Regions from separate parts of the Hordeum vulgare genome. Here regions 1 and 2 are each linked to region 3. Evidence: chromatin contacts called from public Hi-C data. All regions are on one chromosome and are shown on one strand. The core of a region is the stretch at or near the end of the contact, and the rest is flanking DNA. Distances in the headings are between cores, read along the strand shown. Region 1 holds the start of LOC123396657 (protein trichome birefringence-like 10). Region 2 holds the start of LOC123397557 (cation/calcium exchanger 5). Region 3 holds the start of LOC123453194 (stem-specific protein TSJT1).

Evidence for each region. Hi-C and Micro-C count contacts between places; a contact is called where the count stands out from the background.
Region 1: a Hi-C map of seedling shows a contact between it and region 3, with 4 times the contacts expected there. The contact joins the promoter of LOC123396657 here to the promoter of LOC123453194 in region 3. A contact is called at or near these places in 2 of 6 Hi-C or Micro-C datasets (leaf and seedling).
Region 2: a Hi-C map of leaf shows a contact between it and region 3, with 2.6 times the contacts expected there. The contact joins the promoter of LOC123397557 here to the promoter of LOC123453194 in region 3. A contact is called at or near these places in 4 of 6 Hi-C or Micro-C datasets (leaf and seedling) and 1 of 1 datasets of contacts at active chromatin or transcription factors (embryo).

What each region holds. Positions count from the first base shown.
Region 1 is chr5H:279,123,292-279,126,037 of MorexV3_pseudomolecules_assembly, reverse strand. LOC123396657 (protein trichome birefringence-like 10) reads right to left here and starts at 1,275. Exons shown (of 4, transcript XM_045091529.1): 1 at 356-1,275. The coding sequence starts at 804.
Region 2 is chr5H:278,992,184-278,994,883 of MorexV3_pseudomolecules_assembly, reverse strand. LOC123397557 (cation/calcium exchanger 5) reads left to right here and starts at 1,436. Exons shown (of 2, transcript XM_045092090.1): 1 at 1,436-2,385. The coding sequence starts at 1,453.
Region 3 is chr5H:278,379,829-278,382,528 of MorexV3_pseudomolecules_assembly, reverse strand. It overlaps LOC123453194 (stem-specific protein TSJT1), which reads left to right and starts at 1,367. Exons shown (of 4, transcript XM_045129971.1): 1 at 1,367-1,668. The coding sequence starts at 1,466.

The DNA.
Region 1 (2,746 bases), core at 26-2,525, 740 kb before region 3:
GAACTACTGCTGCAATTTTAATCCCCATTATGTACAAAATGCAACATGTTGATCGCTAGATTGCATCACGTTTATTTAACAAACCATCGCCATCCTATTATCTTCTTTTTGACAAGTTAGCCCAAGAAACTACAAACTGCAAAGCCAACCTATCCACGTGACCAAGGACCCGTAATGGATTGGAACTTGTGAATACAAATGCGAATTTGCATTCATCTCACCATCGAGCGCCATGTTAAAATTCATGACAGATAAAGAATTTAAGGTTCTCGTGACTGGATTCAAGTCGATTCTTAAAAAATGGAGGGGTACTAGTAACAACTGCACAAGCAAGAAGTAGTGAAGTCCAACCAACCTGGGTAGATCGCAGCGCGACGGCTGCCACCGCCATTTGACATAGGAAGCGTCCGGCCGGCCGTTTTCCGAGCACCGGAACCCGACGTCTAAGAAGGGGCAGTCCTTGGACTCGTAGAGCGGGTAGGTGTCATCCCACATCCAGCTCCCGTTGAACAGGTCGCACTCCTCCCCTACCACCATCGCCGCCGCCGCATGGGCGCCGCGCCCCCTCTCCGCCGACGGCGACGGCGACGTCTCGGCCGCGATGGAGACCCCGCCGCTCCAGAGCTTCCTGGGCGCCGCGAGCGCGTAGTCGAGGGCGGCGGAGCAGCGGAGCGACGCGGCGCAGACGAGCAGCAGGAGCGCGGCGGTGGCCGTGGCCATCACGGCGAGCCCCACCATCCCGGCCTTCTCCAGCGGCCTCTTCATCACCCGCCGCGCCAGCCGCTTCGTCGGCGACCCCACCATCGCCCCTCCCCTCCCCACCCTCGTGATTCGTGAAGCAAGGAGAAAAGAGACCAACAGCACAGGCAAGAGATCTCCTCCTCCTCGGCCGGCCGCGCAGCAGGCTAGCTAATCACGACTCGCGAGCCCCCGCGGCTCTGGCTTCAATTAAAGGAGTGGGAAGTTGGAGGAAAGTAGTGGGGGAGGAGGGAGTTGCAGAGAGGCCGAAGTTTATGAGACGGGACGGGGATGTGGACGAGCGGGGGAAGGAAGCAGCAAGCGAATCATCTCCGTCTCTCTGCTGGGTTTTGATTTGGGGGAAAGCGATGCGTGTGGGGAGTATTTGGCATGTACTACGACGGCTAGTTCCAAAGTACTCCGTTCGCTCGCCATGATGAGCCATTACGGCATTACGGGTTAAGTGTTGGTGTGGGTGAGGGGCCGTGGAAAGAGGGGCAAGGTAGAAGTGGAGGCGGGGGAGAAGGCTGGATGGGAAGCCTGCAGATCCGGACGTGCCGGCTAGGATAGGTAGGAGTAATGAGTTGGTAATCCACAATCAAATTTTATCGCTCTCATTTGCTCCCCGTATCTGGTTTATAGGCCATGTGTGGTTTTTTAGCCCTCAATTTGATCAACGAAGCATGTGTTACTTATATGTCACCAATAACATATTACTTACTCCGTTTTGTAATATAAAAACATTTTTTACATTATGGGACAGAGTGGGTACTAGTCTCACTTTGGAATGTCGTTTTTTCCATGTAGTCAAAAATGGCTCCTTGGCATTATTGAAATATGTTGCCCATTTCTCATCATGAGTTCACATTTCTCGATTGATTGACTGAAACATAGATTCAATATTGTATCAGCTTTAGGAGGTTTCGAGTTCAAGGCTAAAAATAGTAACAACATACACAAACCTCCCGTCTAAAGCCTAAGACAATCTAAATATGAGAGGAATTGTTCAAAATATATTGCCTGCAGTGAGACTAGCTCACTTGGCTGTGGAGTGAATGTACAACCTAGCCACCCAGGTTCAAGTCCCTCCATTAGCTCGGACTTTTAGATGAATTAGTTGGAGCATGAATTCAATAGGCCACGCACGCCAAGATCACACGGTCGCTGCTAGGGGGTCTCTCATGGGGCACAAATTGGATTGACAACACGCACATGCACGTAGATATCGGCCATGTGCTTCTCGGTGAGGGCTCTCAAGGACCTCGTCGGATACGGGTATGACATAGCTGGCTACGACGTCATCAATGAAGACAACGAAGCAAATTGACGGGTGTAGGGAGGGAGGGCTTTTAGTTTTGATCACCACTCGTATTATGCAGACAGCCGAGCTCAAGACGGGAAGCCGTGTCGTCACCAATAAGGGCTCACAAGTGTTAGGAAATGCAGTAGAAAACAGGAAAAAAATGTGCCCTACGAATCAAGTTTTTAGGGCCACTATGAAGATGCATAAGGCTTCCTGATTGCTACCAAATTCGAGTTGCAACGGAAGAAGAGTTGGTGAAGACCACGAAGTCCCACGAACAATTCCCTCGAACAAGAATTGAATGTATGATCCCTCTACTGATTGCACGCATAGGACACATGTGTTCCAATAGCGCTTCGCCACCGAAAGCTCGATGATGCCGATGTAAAAGAGGAGGGATGAGAAGCCATTTAGGGAGGGATAACTTTGTTGTAGAATGAGAAAGAAGGGTGATCCTTTGCGCAGAAAATTGTGTGCAAAGAGGGCCTCCCCCTTTGGGAATATATAGGTCGAGGGGAGGGCATCCACCTTTGAGGAGGGGATCCTTCCCATATGGGGCGACGCACCAAAGGCGTGGGGCTCCCCATACCCTAGTCGCACCCCTTAGCTTAGGGGGACAAGGCTTGGGGTGGCGCTCAGCTTAATGGGCCCAAAGGCCCATGTGGATGCCACCTATAGACCTTCACTATTTCACGAATGCCTAGG
Region 2 (2,700 bases), core at 187-2,686, 610 kb before region 3:
TGACTTGTGCATGTCTACTAAGAAAAAAAGAAGAAAAAATAATAAATTGATGAAGGTCCAATGGTTGGGCTATTTTCCATTAAACCACAGATAAGTAAGTATACTTGGGGAATCAAGACATTTAGCAGCTTCTAGTCCATACAATAGCAACATCCAGCAGTTTGAAATCTCTCCCTCAACATTATCTACCACGTAGTAAGCAAAGCAAACTACATATCCCAAAAAAATGTGTTTCTCTTGAATAATTTCCCTCTTGTTCTCTCTGGAGATAGCCTACAGTAGAGGCACCGCAATTTATTCAGAGATAGGATGCATGGGCACTGCAATGTTTCCTCCATCTGAATCTTTTTTCAGAGATTGCCTGAAGCGGCACGGCACCGCAATGTTACCTATTCCTGAATCTTTCCCCTCTAAATCGATTGCAAGAAGCAGGCACGATCCCCTTTCTCTTCCATCTCAACCAAGATCCAACACCTCGCCAATGACGCCTTGCCTCCTAGCCTTCTTGCGCGGAGCCGCGTCCCCAGCGATGGTGACAGAAGAGCATCTCATTGACACCCTAGGCTTGAGACAATCGTTGAGCCGTGCAACAGATCAATAAATGAAGGAGGCGGGGAGGTCGTATCTGAGCGTGGAGGAGGCTGGGGTGGCCGGGGTCACCGGCAACGGCCCGACGCCATGCTGCCGAGTTAGAGCCCCGGCGAGGCCATGCCGGCCGCCAGGTGTGCGGGCGGTCGAGCGGCCGCGGCGACGGGGACGGCGGGCGGGGCTGCGCGGGGTGGACGCGGGCGTCGTGCTACCAGAGCGCCGGCTCGGAGGCGGAGCGCATGAGAGCCCCCTTCCCCTCCTGGGCCCGCTTTCCGCGTCCGCGACACTTGCCGCAGCTGCACCGGCAGCCGGAGCCTCTGTCCGGCGCTGCCCCCGCCCCGGCGTGACGGCGGGGAGGGCCCGTCGACGACGCGCGGGCGACTCTTCCTCCTCCCCTGCTGCGTCTTCTCTCTTCTCTGGCTAGCCAGAAGATGCTTTCCCCTTCCACCTTCTTTGTCACTCGATAAGATCACAGAGAGGACAGGGCCGAGCACCAACATGGGGCCAATGAGGGGGGCGGCCAGCGGCGTGGGCTGGTGGTGGCCCGGCAGTGGGGCACCGACGGGGCGGCGCGACCTCAGCCCCGATCCGATCTGGATCGAGAGGGGAGGGGGGAGGGAGCGGTTGGTGGCTGAGGGGGCGCGAGTGGGAGGCTCGGTGACGGGTTTTTTTTTTGTTCGGGGACGAGGTGGGATCGCTGGGAGGTCGAACCATCGGTAGGTTGAACCATCACGATGTTCGATTCCCCTTTAATAGTAGAGATATGGTACGCCATTGGCGTACTCTCGAAAAAAAAAACATACAACGGCCCACCTCGCGTTTTAACCCAAAATTTGGGCCGGTCCGCTCGTCCACGCGTGTTGCATGTCCATCTTCTCCGTAGAACGGGACCCACCACCAGTAAGTTCGGCATCGGCCACTCCGCCTGCCTGGTGGTGGGCTTCGCCCAACGCGTTGGGCGTCGGCGTCCGTGCCGATCCCACTCACTGTCGGCCATCTCCACCGAAATCCCCCACCTCCCCTCCTCGCGCCCGCCATTACTTCACCGCCGTCGCCGCGCGGGTGCATCGGCAGCTAGCGCATGGCATGGCCTCCCTCCCACACACCGCCGCCGCCTGCGCCTCCGTCAGAGCCGACCCCGCGCCGGGTCTCCTCAACTACGCGGCCGTCCACTCCTGCCTCCTTCGCGCCGACCGCCGCCTCTCCCTCCCCATCCTCGCGCTCCTCCTCCTCCTCCACTTCCGGTTTCTCGCCGTGGCCGCGGGGACCCACTTCTCCCCGGCAGTATCCCGCCTCGCGTCCCGCCTCCGTCTCTCCCCGTCCATGGCCGCCGTTACGCTCCTCGCGCTCGGAAATGGCGCCCCCGATGCGTTCGCTTCCGCCGCCGCGCTACGCGGCGAGGGCGGGCTGCCCCGGGCCGGGCTGGCCGCCATCCTCTCCGCGGGTGCCTTCGTTTCCGCGTTCGTCGTTGGCGCCGTCTCCCTTATCGCCGCGCCCTTCGCTGTCCCGCCGGCTTCATTCACGCGCGACGTCTTCTTATACCTCCTCGCCGCGTCGGCGCTTTTCTACATCTACCTCAGCGCCGAGATATTCCTGTGGCAGGCCGTCGGACTCGTCCTCTTCTATGTCTTCTTCGTCGGCTTAGTGTTTTATATGGATTTGGGTTCGGTGGGAAAGGCAATCAGCTCTATCGAGCTGGAGATGGCGAATGGCATGGACCGCGCGGCGATGGACTTGCCAGTCTCAGTGGAGCATCGGAAGCAACGCAAAGCTAGTTTGTGGACGGTGCTCACCAAGGTATGAACGAAGCAATATTTTATTGCTCTATTGAATATGTCTTGAAATCTGAGTAGATTGAGACATCATTTCAGTAATTCTAGGCAATGTGTCTTTTTGGTAGCTGTGTCTTCGACAAGAAAATACTCATTTAAACTGTTGAATACTTGTTTTGTTTATTTGCAACTGTTGTTAGTGGGGTGGGTTGACTTTATCCTTTTGGTGGATTACCTTAATAAGCGTTTTCTCTGAACTGAGATTCTCGAGAAGAAAGATATTAAGCACTTGGAAAGGTATTTAATCTGCTAGTTGTCCAGAAAAGTTTTCATATTATAG
Region 3 (2,700 bases), core at 118-2,617:
GCAGCGGCGGCGGTGAACACATACGAGCAGTGACGGCGGCGCACGCAGACGAGCAGTGGCGGAGCACCCACGGGCGAGCAACGACGAAGGACGCAGGCGAGCAGTGGCAGAGCACACGCAAGCGAGCAGCAGCGGTGGACACGCTAGGCTAGCAGTGGCGGACGACACAAGCGAGCAGCGGCGAAGGACACACGTAGGCAAGCAACGGCGTAGGACGCATGCGAGCAGCGACGGTGGACACGCTAGGCTAGCAGCGGCGGACGACACAAGCGAGCAGCGGCGGAGGACACACGCAGGCAAGCAACGGCGTAGGACGCATGCGAGCAGCGACGGGGCACACGTGCAGGCGGTGCGGCGTGGAGAGAAGGGGAAAGGAAAGAGCCGGTCGGTTTCGTGTGGTCCGCTCGATTTCGAGAGACCGCACGAAACGTCATATCCAGGGAATATGTCGTTTCATGAAATCAAATGGTTTCGGTTCCTCTAACAATCCAAACACGTGAATGGAAATTCGAAACGGAACCGACCCTTACCGTTTCACTTGGTTCTGAAAACCAAACACACCCTTAATTCCTGGCGCCCCGTTTCAGCATGCCAACGAAAACCACGCGCGTCACGCTCACGATACCTCACGGCCACGCGACGCGACGGAAGCAACGGAGGCAGCACTCCATCACCCGTCGCCATCCCACCTGCGCACGGCTTCATTCGTCACGCCCCTCGGCCCTCCCCCGCACCGCACACGCTGACACACACCCTCTGGATTCCACAATCTTCTCAGTGCTTTGGCCGAACCCGCCGATAATGCTCGCCAGGACGAGGTCCCTCGCGTTTTCTTCTTCTTCCTGGACTGCCCCAGGGTTGTCCACACGAGAGCCACCGTCGTCCCACCTTTGCTCCAAAGAAAAATGATATACAAACTTGCAGCCCATCGTTTCTATTTCTCCACTCCACGGCAGCATCAAAGTTCCAACTTTGCTACCCGCAACAAATAAAAAGTTCCAACTTTGCTTGAGGGAAATCTGCCTTGCGCCTTCGTGTCCAATATGTGCACCCTCATACGCGAACTCATGCAGGTGAGACGGTAAGGCACGATTAGCACAGGCACAATCCAGCAGTACGTGCCGGCAGAACGAGGGCATCGACCAACGCATGATGACACGTCCATGTGCGTGCACCGGATGCATCCGTATTATAGGCTTAACCCAAAGAAAGGAAGTCCGACCGAGGTTTGCCGTAAACTAAATTAAACCCAAGGAAAGATACTTGCGCTGTGTGGGCCCCAGGTGGTTAAGCAAACCAGGGGCCCTGCGCCTGGGTTCTGCCACTCTCCCGGGCCTATATAACCAGCGCCTCTCCCCCTCCTCCATTTCACCCGTCCAACTAGTATCATCCAAGGAGTGTGGAAGGCCACAAGCTGCCTGCAATTTCTACCTAGCTTAGGTGTAGTTTGTTTGTTTGAGCCAGGATGTTGGCGGTGTTCAGCGGCGAGGTGGTGGAGGTGCCGGCGGAGCTGGTGGCGGCCGGCAGCCGGACGCCGTCGCCCAAGACGCGGGCGTCGGAGCTGGTGAAACGCTTCCTCGCCGGCGCCGACCCGGCCGTGTCCGTGGAGCTGGGATCGCTGGGCAACCTCGCCTACTCCCACGTCAAAGAGTCCCTCCTCCTCCCAAGGTATAATACCTGCTGCGTCTTTGTGGCTTAATCGACTCTTCTCTTCCTTGAACACCTGCAGGATCCATGGATTCGAGACCGATTGATCTCCGTGCATGCATAGATCTTTTATGGAAGGGAACGAAACGGACGGTTGATTGTATACGTAGATCGTTTGTTCCGCTCTGCCTTAGAAGCGCTCTGCTTTTGTTCTTTAGTTAGTGATGAAGCTTCGTGATGGTGAGGTTAGCTGGTAGCCATGGTCCAGGTGCTACGGTACAGTGTCCAAAACGTTACCGGCATACATACACCTGCCATGCCTCTCGCATGTTGTGGGTGACTTTTAGTGCCCGCCTGAATGGCTAGATGATAAGGTGGGCTCCACTAGTCAGTAGTCACAATCATATCATCTTATCATCACACAACCTCACACGGCAGTATATATTATGAGACAGAGGAGTAGCTAATAAGCACCATGGCTTTCGGTAATTTTCATATGGGACACATCCTGTGATATCTACTATAATCCGACAATTTCCTGTCCTTAGTACAAGGGCGTGTTGCTTTCCGAAGACTAAAGCATGCAATAATGTAACCTTGGCAGTCCATTCCATTAGGTGATGGACCTAGCCACCAACCCAGTTTCCTCTGTTTATCGCTTGTATCTCACTGGCCTAGTTCTGCGGCTCGTGATTGCGACGGAGATTTATCCGTCGAGGAAACATATTGCTCGCCACAAAAACTAGTTTCTGGCCGCGCGCGTTTCGAATACACGATTATTTTTGCTCGGATATTTCGGATGTTGTGACAATTGACCCTTTCAGCATAAAATTCCTGCCTCCCGGTTGGGGCCCTGGCCCCTGGGATATTTTCGATTTTGTTTATCTACCCTACGTGTAATGGTAGGTGGAAGTGTAAGGAAAAATCAATAAGAAAGAAAATACGTCAATTGCTATGTTGGCATAGAAACTGTCACGTATGCTGACGAAAAAAACGCCACCACATCTTTGGCAACTTGCAGGTCAACATCGTGCCACCTTCCAAAGGCGTGGT